2 separate regions of the Sus scrofa genome follow, and region 2 is linked to region 1. Evidence: chromatin contacts called from public promoter capture Hi-C data. All regions are on one chromosome and are shown on one strand. The core of a region is the stretch at or near the end of the contact, and the rest is flanking DNA. Distances in the headings are between cores, read along the strand shown. Region 1 holds the start of UXS1 (UDP-glucuronate decarboxylase 1). Region 2 holds the start of C3H2orf49 (ashwin).

Region 1 (5,621 bases), core at 2,035-4,534:
ACCGTGAATAACATCTAGTTACACACTCGAGCTAATGCTGATCTCCTCAAGATGACATCACGCCTGCGGTAGGGTGAGCACAGGTGGGTGGAAAGGAAGGAGGGGAAACATTCATCTTTTAGGGAAGAAGGTCCCCAGGTGGCACCTACAGACGAAAAGCTCAGGCTTGCAGCACAAAGACAAACCAAATTCATCAGCTCAAAGCTGAGAAGCACTTGCCTTGGGGCAGGGGAAAGGAACTCCCTCCTCCCTTTGCCTGGATGGAAGAGCCAGGTGTCAGCAAGGAGGCTGGGTGCCCTCAGGCAAAGAAACCGAGGAAGATGCAGGAAGGGGCTTCGTGTCCTTGGGGAGCAAGGGCAGTTTTCTCAAACAAGGAGGCAAGATCATTAACAAGTGGCATGGAGACCAGGGGACACTTCCACCCGTCGGGGACACTCAAGAGCCACTGTGTGGCCTTTACTGCTAAGCGTCTCACCCACCAGCCCTGTGCATTCCTAACACTGCCTCCCCTCTGGTCTTAAACCCTCAGGCGAATGAATCCACCCCCCCCACCCCCCGTCGGACACCGCCTCCCCAGGCCCCGTCTGCAGAGGCAGCTTCAGCACAACTCCAGCCGCCGCCCCCTTCTCGGCCTCCAGAGAACAGCTGCCTGCTCCTGGTACCACAGGACCTCTGCACGAGCCACTTCTTCTGAGCACATTTCCTCCTCTGTCCCCATTAACTCCTACACGGGCCGCACTTCTCAGCTCCAGCCTCACTTCCTCCGGGAAACAAATGCCTGGCTTGGCCCTGCCACAAGCCCTCAGACACCCCTTAACTTCCTGCCCTCCTGTTTGAAATATAACGCTCATTTGCATGATTATCTCATTCAGGGCCAAATCATCTCCTAAGTCAGCAGTCGTACAGTGGGGTCTCCAGACACCCCACCACCACCACGGTATCTCAGGTGAAGCCAGTAAAAATGCAAATGGCCTGGCCACACCCAGACCTGGTGCATCAGACACTCAAGGTGGGAGGCACCAACCTGGGTTTCAAGAACCCTCCAGGTGAGTATGACGCACACAGCTGGAGAACCACTGCCCAGATGTCCTGCACTCCTCGTGACCCCCCCCCAGGACTAAACACAGGAGGAACAACAGTAAGGGTTTGATGGACACCAATAAAAACTGGGCAGGAGTTCCTGGTCCACGGGATGTTAAAAAACTTTCCATGGCTCTCCAGAACCCTACCTTTAGAAGCCCCCCAAATCAGCAGGGAGCCTGTCCATTGACAGATGAATGGATTAAGAAGATGTGGAATATATATACACAATGGAATACTACTCAGCCATAAAAAAGGACAAAATAATGCCATTTGCAGCAACAAGATGGAACTAGAGACTCTCACACTAAATGAAGTCAGTCAGAAAGAAAAAGACAAATACCATATGATACCACTTATATCTGGAATCTAATATATGGCACAAAGGAATCTTTCCACAGAAAAGAAAATCATGGACTGTTGGAGAACAGACTTGGAGTTGCCAAGGGGGAGGGGTGGGGACTGGTAATTTAGGATTAATAGATGCAAACTATTTATTGCCTTTGGAATGGATAAGCAATGAGATCCTGCTGTATAGCAAGGAACTCTATCTAGCCACTTGTGATGGACTATGATGGAGAATAATGTGAGAAAAAGAATGTATATATGTACATGTGGCTGGGTCACCTTGCTGTACAGTAGAAAATGGACAGAACACTGTAAACCAGCTATAATGGAAAAAATAAAAACCATTAAAAAAAAACCCACTGAGCCTGCCACACACCTGGGGGGCGAGCCCCAGCTTCCTGGCCTTCCTAGACTCACATCTTGTTCTCTATAGTTTATTATCTGAGTGATCATCCTTAAATTCACCTGACTTCTCTTGGCCTTAATTTACTCACCTCTCAAATGGGCATAATCACAGTACCTATTTCCTAGGATTGTTAAAATAATGAGACAATGAAACACTCACGCACACATGGAGAAGCCGGCATCACACAGGTACTGTTATGATGGCCCTAAGGATAGTTATCAACTCGAAGTGATCTTTCCCCTGGAGGCTCCGCTCTGACTCAAGCCCTGCACACACTTCACACTAGCCCTTTGGACCTCGCAACTATTTCCACCTAACCCCTCGCAGCTGGGCTGCCCCCACAGCCTAGGTCTTAATTGCACACATTTTCCTCAACAGAAGGCACTTTCTCGAGGCCCCCTCACCTCGGGAATCAGATCTTGATAATTCAACTGTTGAGCAGGTGTTTCGTTTCAGCGTGTATCAGTCTCGTGGCTAAGATTCAAACGAAGCTCACACTTGGTCCAATTTTGGTACTCGTTGAAGTATTAATAGCAGCAGTGAAAATACATTCCCATCGAATAGTTTTTTTTTTTTTAAAGAGATAGCTTTTGCCTCTAAGAAGAGGGTCTACCACCCGACTGAAAAGTGCCCCTCCTGCCCCTAATCCCGAAGCCACCAGGAGCGATGGCACAGAACCGCACACACCAGAGCGGCGCCAGGATTCCCCCACTCCACCCGCGCGCCGGGCCGACCTGCGCCCCGGGATTCTGGGCGTGGGGACTCCCCGCCCCGGTGCATCCCTAGCCCTAGGTAACAAGACCCCGGGTGAAGACACCTGGGCGTGGGGACTCCCGGGCTTCCGGACACCTGGACGCCAAGACCCCAGAGCGCGGACATCCATGAGTGTTCGGCCCCTGGGCACGGGGACCCCGAGCGTCCGGGATCTTGGGCTCCGGGACTCCCAGGCGTCCAGACACCTGGACTCGGCGGCCTCTGGAGGTCCGAATACCTGGACTCGTAGACCCACGGGCGCGGACACCCCCGGGGTCCTGGACCCCTGGGCGCGGCCGGGGGCCGGCGGGGTCCCGCGACACTTGAGTTCCCCAGCAGTTAAACGCTGAGTAATTTTCCTGGGAGCAGGCAGCTCAGGCAGGGGCTCCGCCAGGCGAGAGCATTCCTACCCCTGGACCCGCCCGGCGGCGCGGCACTCTCAGGAACCGTGGACCGCAGCCCGCGTGTGGCTCGGACCGCCGGGCCGAGGGCCGAGTGTCCGCGCCCGCTGTCCGATCGGCGGCCGCGCGCGCGGAGCGGGAAGGAGGGAGCAGGCCGCCGGCGGGAATGAATGGCCCCGCGCGAACTCACAGGCCACGTAGGCTAGCAGCGCGATGCCCAGCAGCAGCTTCATCCTCCTGCGGCTGACGGCGGACGCGAGGCGCAGTAGCGCCTGGCTCAGCATCCCGGGCCGCGCGCTGCGGCCGCTGGGCTCCGTGCGCGGCGGCGGCGGGGGCGGCCCGGAGGCCCCGCCCCACGCCCGCTTCCTGCCGGTCGGGCCCGTGCGCATGCGCTATGCCCGCCCCGCCCGCGCCCGCAGGCGCAGTGCGGTAGCCAGGGACTGGCTGCAGGCGGGCAACGTGTGCGCGTGCGCAGGCCGGAGCGCCGAAGCCGCGGGCCGCGGTGGGCACTACGGGGTACAGCTCTGGGAGAGCTTGTGCTCGGCTTTCCCAGGTCTTTGGCGCTCTTTACCGCCTCCTTCTGAAAGTTGTTCTCCCTGCTTCTTTAGTTAAAGTAGCGGTAGCGACAAAAATTAGTGCCCCAAACACCGCTCAAGTCCAGACCCCGTGCATTTTTCCTGTCCGGTGATCGGCCGGAGCGTCTTTCTACGAAGTGTGGAGTCTATTATTATATTAAAAAGTAACGCTAGTGTAGAATGAGGACAAACCAGGAAGAAAAGGGTGGATCGCGTTGTCTCCGCCTGGAGACGAGCCCGTGCCTCGTTCCAGCTTCCTGCCCAACGTGTGCTTTTGGCCACACTTACGCACTGAGGGTGCACTGATGGCACCTGCGTCCCCTGGGTTGTTTATTCCATAAGCATGTGCTCCCAGCGAGGAGCTGTGTCAACGTACCCATGCAGAAATCACCGTGGGATTGTGGGAAGCTGCCCCCCCGGGGAGAAGCGGTTGCACGTGGATCTGCGTGGTGCCAGTCCCGGGGTAGGGGTGGGGGTATCCAGAGGGAAAACCCCGAGGGTGGGGCTGCGGGCCGAACTGCAGGCTTCAGCTGGTCCCGGCCGCTCCTCTGACCGCTGGGAAAGTTAGGCTTCTTTGCTAAATTTCACAATCGAATACCTTTCTTTAGCTTTGTTATAAACCTCCAAGGAAAATAAATACCACAGCTAGCAATAAGTCAAAGCAGTAATAGGTCACATCATTCAAACTACACAGCACACAAGTCTTGATTCTGTGATTCTAATACAACTTTCCCGTCCGGTCTCCCCACTAACCGCTGAGAGTCATCCAATGGGAAGAAGCTTGTTGAGCCCCGTCCCTGAGGGAAGGGCTGCTCTGGCCGGTGCTGCCCACCCCTGGACTGGCCTCCTTTCAGGACGCCCAGCCTCCCACCCCCACCCTGCAGCATCCAAAGAGGCTGCCAGGGGACATTTGGAGGCAGAGAGACTCCTGGTCCATCTTCCAGAGCATGCCACCTGGGACGCGTTGCTTTTGGTCTTGCAGTTTTTGTTTCTCCATTGTTAACATTTTGAGTTTGGGTTAAATCTGTAATTTTTGCAAGGAACTGTCTGGAGCAGGCAGGGCCCGAGCTTCTCCTTCTATGACGTCATGATTTTTAGATAAAAGTTGAGGAGCAGAGATGTGAGAAAAGATTGTGTTGACACTTGCCCTAAGGCAAAATCAGATGGAAGCTGCAGTGGGATTTCAAGCATGTTGGGTTGTAGGTGAGATTTAGCTGATAGGTGTTTATCAGTTCAAGCAGGCCAGGGATTGTGAAATACACACTACATCTGTACAAAACTCCCTGAACCCAGCAGTCCTACCTGAGCATTTTTTCTGCCAGCATGCACCATTGCCAACTTCTGCCCCTCCGGGATTAACTATATGGAAACACTGTCAGCTGCTGCAGTAGGAGTAGCTGGTGCTGTTTTTATCACCACCGAGGAGGCTGTCGGTGGTCTTAACCAAAGCCAGGATTGGGGAGTAAAAGCAATAGTTAGGTGTGCCCAGCAGAGAAGGCCAAGGGGAGGGAGGTGCCCTGGAGACAAACCCAGCCCCAGCCCTACCCCCACCCCAGGCACATCAGGGAAACCTTGGGCTCAAGCAAATCTCATCCCTGTGCTCCTCCTCTTCCCTCTTCAGCTGCCGACACCCTCTGCCCCAGCAGGTTCCGGGCTCCCATCCCCACCTCCAGCCTTGCCATCAGCTTCTCCATTGTTTCAGTGTCTCTGTTAGCAAGTATGTTTTCAACCGCGGCTAGTTACACTGCAGCATTCTTGACACTTGTGGTGATTGAAAAGGGAACCATGATGTGGCTCCTCTCCTAGAGTGTTAAGAGCCTAAGAAGGGTAGAAAACTACAGTCTATGGAACTTCCACCAAAATCCAGGGACTATTGTGCGTGACACTGTCACGTGTTTATCTCACCAAATTCTCTGACAGCCCCGAGACAGCTTGCTGATGCTGCGTCTTTAATAGACAGGAATCCGAATCTCTGAATGTTTCAGTGTCATACAGCTGAGCATGTGGGGCTGAGGCACCTACCTGTTCCTTCCCCTGGATGCTGTCCTGGAGGAGAGT
Region 2 (6,423 bases), core at 1,579-4,078, 590 kb before region 1:
CATGGATCCTAGTCAGATTCATTTCCGCTGAGCCACAATGGGAATGCCAAGAAACTTGTTGAACTGTTATTCAAATAATTATTCCTATTTTTTAGCAGCTCCTGTGTGCTCAGTACCATAGCAGAGGCTGCAGACCATCCTGAAAGGAGGAAGACCGGCCCTGTCTTCCAGAAGCTTAATTCAATGCAGTGGTTTAGAAAGTACAGGCCAATAGTCAACAGTATCAGCAGTACTTCAGAACTTGTTAGTAATGTGGATTCTTGTGTCCACACGCCACACCTCTTAAATCAGAAACTTTGGGTGTAGGGCCCAGCTAAGCATTGTCAGGCTCTCCCGGTGACTCTAATGCTCATTCAAGTTTGAGAAGCTGTGATGGAATGGGATACGATCCCAAGGCAAAAAAATAACATCTGAGGATCAGGAAAGGTTTATGCACACTCACTTGGGACACACTTCCTGGTCTCATCCTGTGTGCCAGGTACTGTGCTGGCTGCTGAGAACCCAAAGATGAGAGACACGGTTTCAGGGACCTTATCAAAGAGGTGACCGAGGAGATGGGTTTTACAAGAAAGTCAGTGTTCTAAGCACATAAGCACAGCTTCAATATGATCTGGTTGTAAAAGGAATGAGAAATGACAATAATAAAATAACATAATCATCAATTATGATACTGAAGGTAATTATCCGAAACTCAGAACTGTGGTTCTAAGTAGCTAGAAACATAAGTGCAAAATGTGACCTATTTTTTCAGTTGCTATATGCACTATGAAGCATTTTAATTTTATTTGTGCTCAGACATACAGTTGGCACATCTGATAAAATATCTGAAACATAAATATCTTAAACATTATATAGCCAACAAGAAGAATCAATACCCCAAGTTCTCAGTATACATTCTTTTCATGATTCATTCATTCAACACATTTATCGAGACCTTCAAGTGCAGACACGGTGCGTGCTCAGGATGAGGTGGGAGAGTCAAAAGAAACATACAGATCTGTCCTGGAGGAACTTCTAACCCAGTGAGGTGATGATGCCAGCCAGGCAGGACAGTGCTTGTTGGTTTCCCTCAGCTTCGTTCTTGGCAACTATTGGCACCAAATAAAAATGTTAGTGAGAATATCATGATCTTTGAATAAAAGGAAAATTCTTACACTAAAACTTAAGCACGTATGGTTACTACATAATACTCACAGATAATACTTTACCAGAAATAAATCTTTGGTCTACAAATTCAAATGTGTAACAACACAAAGCTCTGTACCAGAGCTTTATTTCCACTTTAAGCCCCCACTCAGCTGCAGTGACAATGACCTTGACAGCGAGGCCGGCCCCCTTCTTCAGGGCTGTGTCTGGTTAGGGGATTTCTGAGGTGCCAGGACAAGGAGAAATGGGAGATGGCAGGTCCTCACATCACTGGTCCCCACAGGGGTTCTGAGATGCTCTTTGTCCACGTGGTGTCTGGTTTTCAGTCTTGGTTTCGGGGCTGACAGGCCTGGCCCCTCCAGTCAGGGTGACTATCTGGCTTGAGGGTGCGGATGTCACAGCCTCCTTACTTGGATGTGGCAGGAATCTCTGTGAGGTGGCCCTTCTGCCTGGACCATTTGAAACATTGCCTGAGAACTTGTTAGAGGCAAATTCTCCCCTGCTCTACTTCCCACATCAGAAACTTTGATCGAAACACAGCAGTCCCCATATACTCTCAGACTCCAATCTCCAAGGCTCTGTAGTGAGAGCAGGTGTTACCATCTCTCCTGCCCCTGGGGTGCACAGCCACATTAAAACCTTATTCTACTTCCTCCTCTCTGACTCTTGATGTTTTTCTTCTGCCCAGGGGACACTCGGAGGCACCAATTATCATGGGGTTTTGTTTTGTTTTTGTTTTTGTTTTGTTTTTTGTTTTTGTAGGGATGCACCTGTGGCATATGGAAGTTCCCAGGCTAGGGGTCAAATTGGAACTACAGCTGCCAGCCTACACCACAGCCACAGCAACGCCAGATCCCAGCCTCGTCCACGACCTAGTCAGGTTCGTTAACCGCCAGCCATGAAGGGAACTCCAGAGGCACTAATTATCTTAATAGATTTCGTTTTAAGCAGGGAAGTACTGTTAAACTGGAAGAGGGGGCGGGGGTTGGGGAAGCACAGGTCTTACCTGCTGTAAAACGTTTTTGCTGATGAAGAAGAGCTTCGGGCTTCAGGTTAGGTGATTGTCCTGAAACGGACAGGAATAAAGACTACATCAAAAACCTCATTTTTAGACTCTAAAATGATGTACTTAGCTGAGGTGGGGGTGGGGGCTTGAGGAAATTAGACAAGGATAGAGAACTGAGAGGGAAAACACCCACCATCACCACCATCCTGCCACTTCTCTGCCCTGGTGACAGTCAAGAAGCTACAAGAGATGTCCAGACAGAGGCGACAGGGGAGGGGCTTACCCTACTTTGGCTCCAACCTCACGACACCTAGTTGGGGTATTCATTTCCATTTCATAGAGGTGGGAGCTCAACAAAGATGCGCTTCTCGGGCGGCCGTTATTTTCAGAGGCGGGTTCATTCCGAGTATTATTTCGGGAACAAACATTTGAGTGCCTACTACATGCGAGGCGTTTTGAACTAGGAAACAAAAGGTACAACGCTCAAAAAAAAGAACACCAAAGAGCTTCCAGAGGTACCTACTGCTGAATTGACTGTAACACTCATCGTCCTCCCTAGTCGCTTTCCCGCGAGGCCACCCTCGGACTCTCATTGGCCTCTTCCCATGACGTCATAGGAGGCGCGACCAGGACCGACCAATCGTGGCCCGCTCTGTGAACTTCGCCTGTTTCTCTCTTCGCGCAGACTTGAAACGCCAATCGTTTCCACTACAAACGGCCCTTTCACTCCTCTCGCCCTAGGATTATCCCCTGGCGAGAACCCGCCCAGCATCCCAGCCGAGCCGGAGAGGCGAGCGTCCCGCGCGGCGCACCCTAGTGACGACATACGCGAGGCCCCGTCCCTTACGCGTCATTTCTGAGACGCTAGCTGGGGGCCTTGTGGGTAGCCGGCCGGGGTCTCCTGGCGACGACGATGGCGGGGGATGTGGGCGGCCGCAGCTGCACGGATTCCGAGCTGCTGCTGCACCCGGAGCTGCTGTCCCAGGAGTTCCTTCTCCTCACCCTGGAGCAGGTGCGGCGCGCGCCGGGGAGGGCGGGCCTGCTCGAGAGGGCGCTGGGACTTGAGCTCGCTCCGAGGCATCCTCGGCGGCGCCGGACACACCCGCTGCTGGGTAGTGTGGCTCTCCGCCCGGCGCCCCTGTCGGGGAAGAGGCGTCCTCAGAACGTCGGGAACTCCGGGGAGTTAAAATTCCCTTTTTGGTCGCTGATGAGTCCGAAGAGGGGTCCAGGCGAACCCCCGCGGCCTGGGTGTAAGCAAGGCCTGCGAAGAGAGGAGCCGGGGAAGGTCTTAGAAGAGTGGGAAGGAAGGGTGGCGGTCCCGGGCCGCCAGGGCTGGAAGGCATCGGAGAAATCGCCCTTTGTCCACTTTCCCCACGTTCAGAGATGAAGAAACTGGGTCCTCGAGAGATGAAGTCACTTCTTTGGGGGTCACACTCTCGGTAGATGGTGCAGCCAGGAAAATCTGGGGCTCCTGGCTCTCATGCAGCTTTTGCTGTTTTTCAGCTGATATGACCTGTGACAGCAGCTGAAAAATAAGACCAAAAGAAGTGATGAGTTTTGTTTAAAGTGGTAGAGAATAACCGAAAGCCTTTTGGAGGTTTTAAGTAGCATGTTTTCTTTGAGTTTCTCGGCTTAGTACTCTCTGATTTCCTCAACCTACCACCGTCCCCCAGTAGGTCATTTTAGGGATGTCAGTTACCTTTCCCACCTGTGGTTCTCAAAAGTTTTTAGGTAGAATCACAATCACCCCAGGTCTTGTGAAAACACAGACTGCTGGGCACCATCCCCAGAGTTTGGGATTCAGTTTGGGGCTGTGGCCTGAAAATTGTCATTTTTAAGAAGTTCTTGCTGGTGGTCCAAAGACCACAGTTTGAGAAGTACTGTCCTGGAGCAGTGCTTCCCAAACTAAGGTGCCTGTGGATTGTCCAAGTCCCATTCCTCTGAGCGAGTCCAGAGTGAAAACTGATGATGAAGAATAGTCCAGTGTAAGGGACAAAGGAAGTAAAGTTTGTGCTTTTATTTTTTTCTTTTCTTCTTTGGCTGTCATTTGGCATATGGAGTTCCCTAGCCGGGGATCAGATCTGAGCCACAGTTATGGGTCATTTAACTCACTGTATCTGGCCGGGGTTGGAACCTGGGTCCTGGCATTGCAGAGACACCACCGTTGGTGCCACAGTGAAAACTCCAAGGTTGTGCTTTTAAATTTTGAAGAACAAGGACTGGGGATGCATTTGTTAGAGGACATAGATTGGATTTATTTTGTTAGTTCTACCAAATAGAAATGTTTCCAAACATTTCTGAACTGCTTTTGAGCCCATGATCTCTTTTCCACCCTCATTTCCTTCCTAAATCCAGACCCTATCCCTAACTGCTCCTGTGCCTTGTGCCGTGTTTTCCATCATGGTGAGAACAAATGGGAAAATGGGGGAGAATGAGCTGATGCAGAGATGGGTGGTGGGGCAGTGACTGGGAGCCACCTGAAAGGCCCGGTGCAAACACCAGGAGCTGCTTGCTCTGATATGCACTGTTGTCAGGGCTGCCATCAGTAAGGAGACTGCAGATTCCATCTGCAAGGCCACGTGAGGTCTGGGTAGTGAACTTCCATTTAAGACGCACCATCAGGGCAATGTGGGGAATAACATACAGGGTGAGACCTCCAGCCTGCTGATGTGATCATGATGGTAACACTCTGGATGTCTTTTTGACAGGATGCAGTCACTGTTACCATGTTTGCTTTCTTTGCTCTCATCTCCACAAGTCCTTCATTTCCAGTTCTCTTCATGGATTAGGATGATGCTGTTGGAATGGTCTTCACGCCTGGTGTGTGGGCTGTGCAGTGTGGACAGCAGTCCTTGTCACATACAACTATTGTCTTAGAGATGAGGCTGAATGGAGTATTTGAGGAGCTTAGGCTCTTTGTAATACTGCTTCTTGCAGTCTCCTTTGGGATCACAGGCACTTGGCTGATCTTGAGGATGGTGTTACACTTGTTATTTTATTTTTTTTGTCTTTTTGCCATTTCTTGGGCTGCTCCTGCGGCATATGGAGATTCCCAGGCTAGGGGTCAAATCGGAGCTGTAGCCGCTGGCCTACACCAGAGCCACAGCAACGCAGGATCTGAGCCGCGTCTGCAACCACAGCTCAGGGCAATGCCAGATCCTTAACCCACTGAGCAAGGCCAGGGATCGAACCCACAGCCTCATGGTTCCTAGTTGGATTCTTTAACCACTGAGCCACGACGGGAACTCCTACACTTGTTATTTAAACAGTCATGTTGTACCCTGTTAGGTAGATAGTTGATGAGTTATGGAAATGGAGAACCTTGTTTTGAAATTACTTTTGTTTCCTTTTCCACAGAAGAACATAGCTGTTGAAAATGACCTGAGAATAAACAAAGACAGTCTTACTGATCTTTATGTTCAGCACGCAATACCACTGCCTCAGAGAGATTTGCCAAAGAATAGATGGGGGAAAATGATGGAAAAGAAAAGAGAACAGCACGAGATAAGAAATGAGACAAAAAGGTACTTTTCAGTTGTTCTGGTTATCGTCTTGTCTTAGATGACTGAACAGTTTTGCTTTTCTTTTTTTCCCCAGGTAAACTTAGGTACAAAGTATTTACTCAACAACTGTTCATTGAGCACCAGGCTCTGGGCTGTAGCATGAATAAATCTGACAGAATTCCTTGCTTGTATTTTAGGTGGGAGAAACATAATTAAAAAGCAAAGTAAAATATACAGTGTGCTACACTGGGATAAATGCTAAGGAGAAAAATAAAACAGAGTGGCCAGGATAAACCTAGGTGAGAAATGACATTTCAGTAAAGGAACCTGTAGAAAGCTAGCATTCCAGGCAGAACATGAGAGCCTGGCCAGGGCTGTGTCCCCATAATGTGCCCAGAACAGCGCAGAGGCTTTCAGGGCTTTGGGGGGTGGCAGGTGGGAGGATGTGGAAGAGGGAGAGTGTGGGAGACTGTCGGTCACTGTAGGAACCTTGGCCTTGCTCTGAGATGAGAAGCCATTAGGGATTTTGAGCAGAGCAAGGACACCGTCTGATGTATGTTTTAAGAGGTTCATACTGGTACCTGTTCACTTTGGATGCAGCATCATTTTAGCCTCTGGTTACCTATTGCTACAGGCTGTGTTTTAGCACTGGCCTTGATGAATCTGTGGATTGTGCTGTAGATACCTTTAATTTATCTTTGGCGACTCTTATTAATTAATGAAAGTATTCCCTTCTTGATCTGTACGTTCAGGCACATCATCCTAAGC

What was found. Promoter capture Hi-C pulls out the DNA fragments that hold promoters and counts their contacts.
Region 2: a contact with region 1 is called in a promoter capture Hi-C map of liver, with 5 times the contacts expected there. The contact joins the promoter of C3H2orf49 here to the promoter of UXS1 in region 1. A contact is called at or near these places in 1 of 5 promoter capture datasets (liver), 1 of 47 Hi-C or Micro-C datasets (embryonic fibroblasts) and 2 of 2 datasets of contacts at active chromatin or transcription factors (alveolar macrophages and skeletal muscle).

Annotation. Positions count from the first base shown.
Region 1 is chr3:48,868,710-48,874,330 of Sscrofa11.1, reverse strand. UXS1 (UDP-glucuronate decarboxylase 1) reads right to left here and starts at 3,284. Exons shown (of 15, transcript NM_001244773.1): 1 at 3,179-3,284. The coding sequence starts at 3,272.
Region 2 is chr3:49,461,847-49,468,269 of Sscrofa11.1, reverse strand. C3H2orf49 (ashwin) reads left to right here and starts at 2,828. Exons shown (of 4, transcript XM_021087119.1): 1 at 2,828-3,164; 2 at 5,510-5,676. The coding sequence starts at 3,066. It overlaps LOC100625214 (a long non-coding RNA gene), which reads right to left and starts at 5,190. Exons shown (of 3, transcript XR_130489.4): 1 at 2,436-5,190; 2 at 2,153-2,212; 3 at 1-1,088.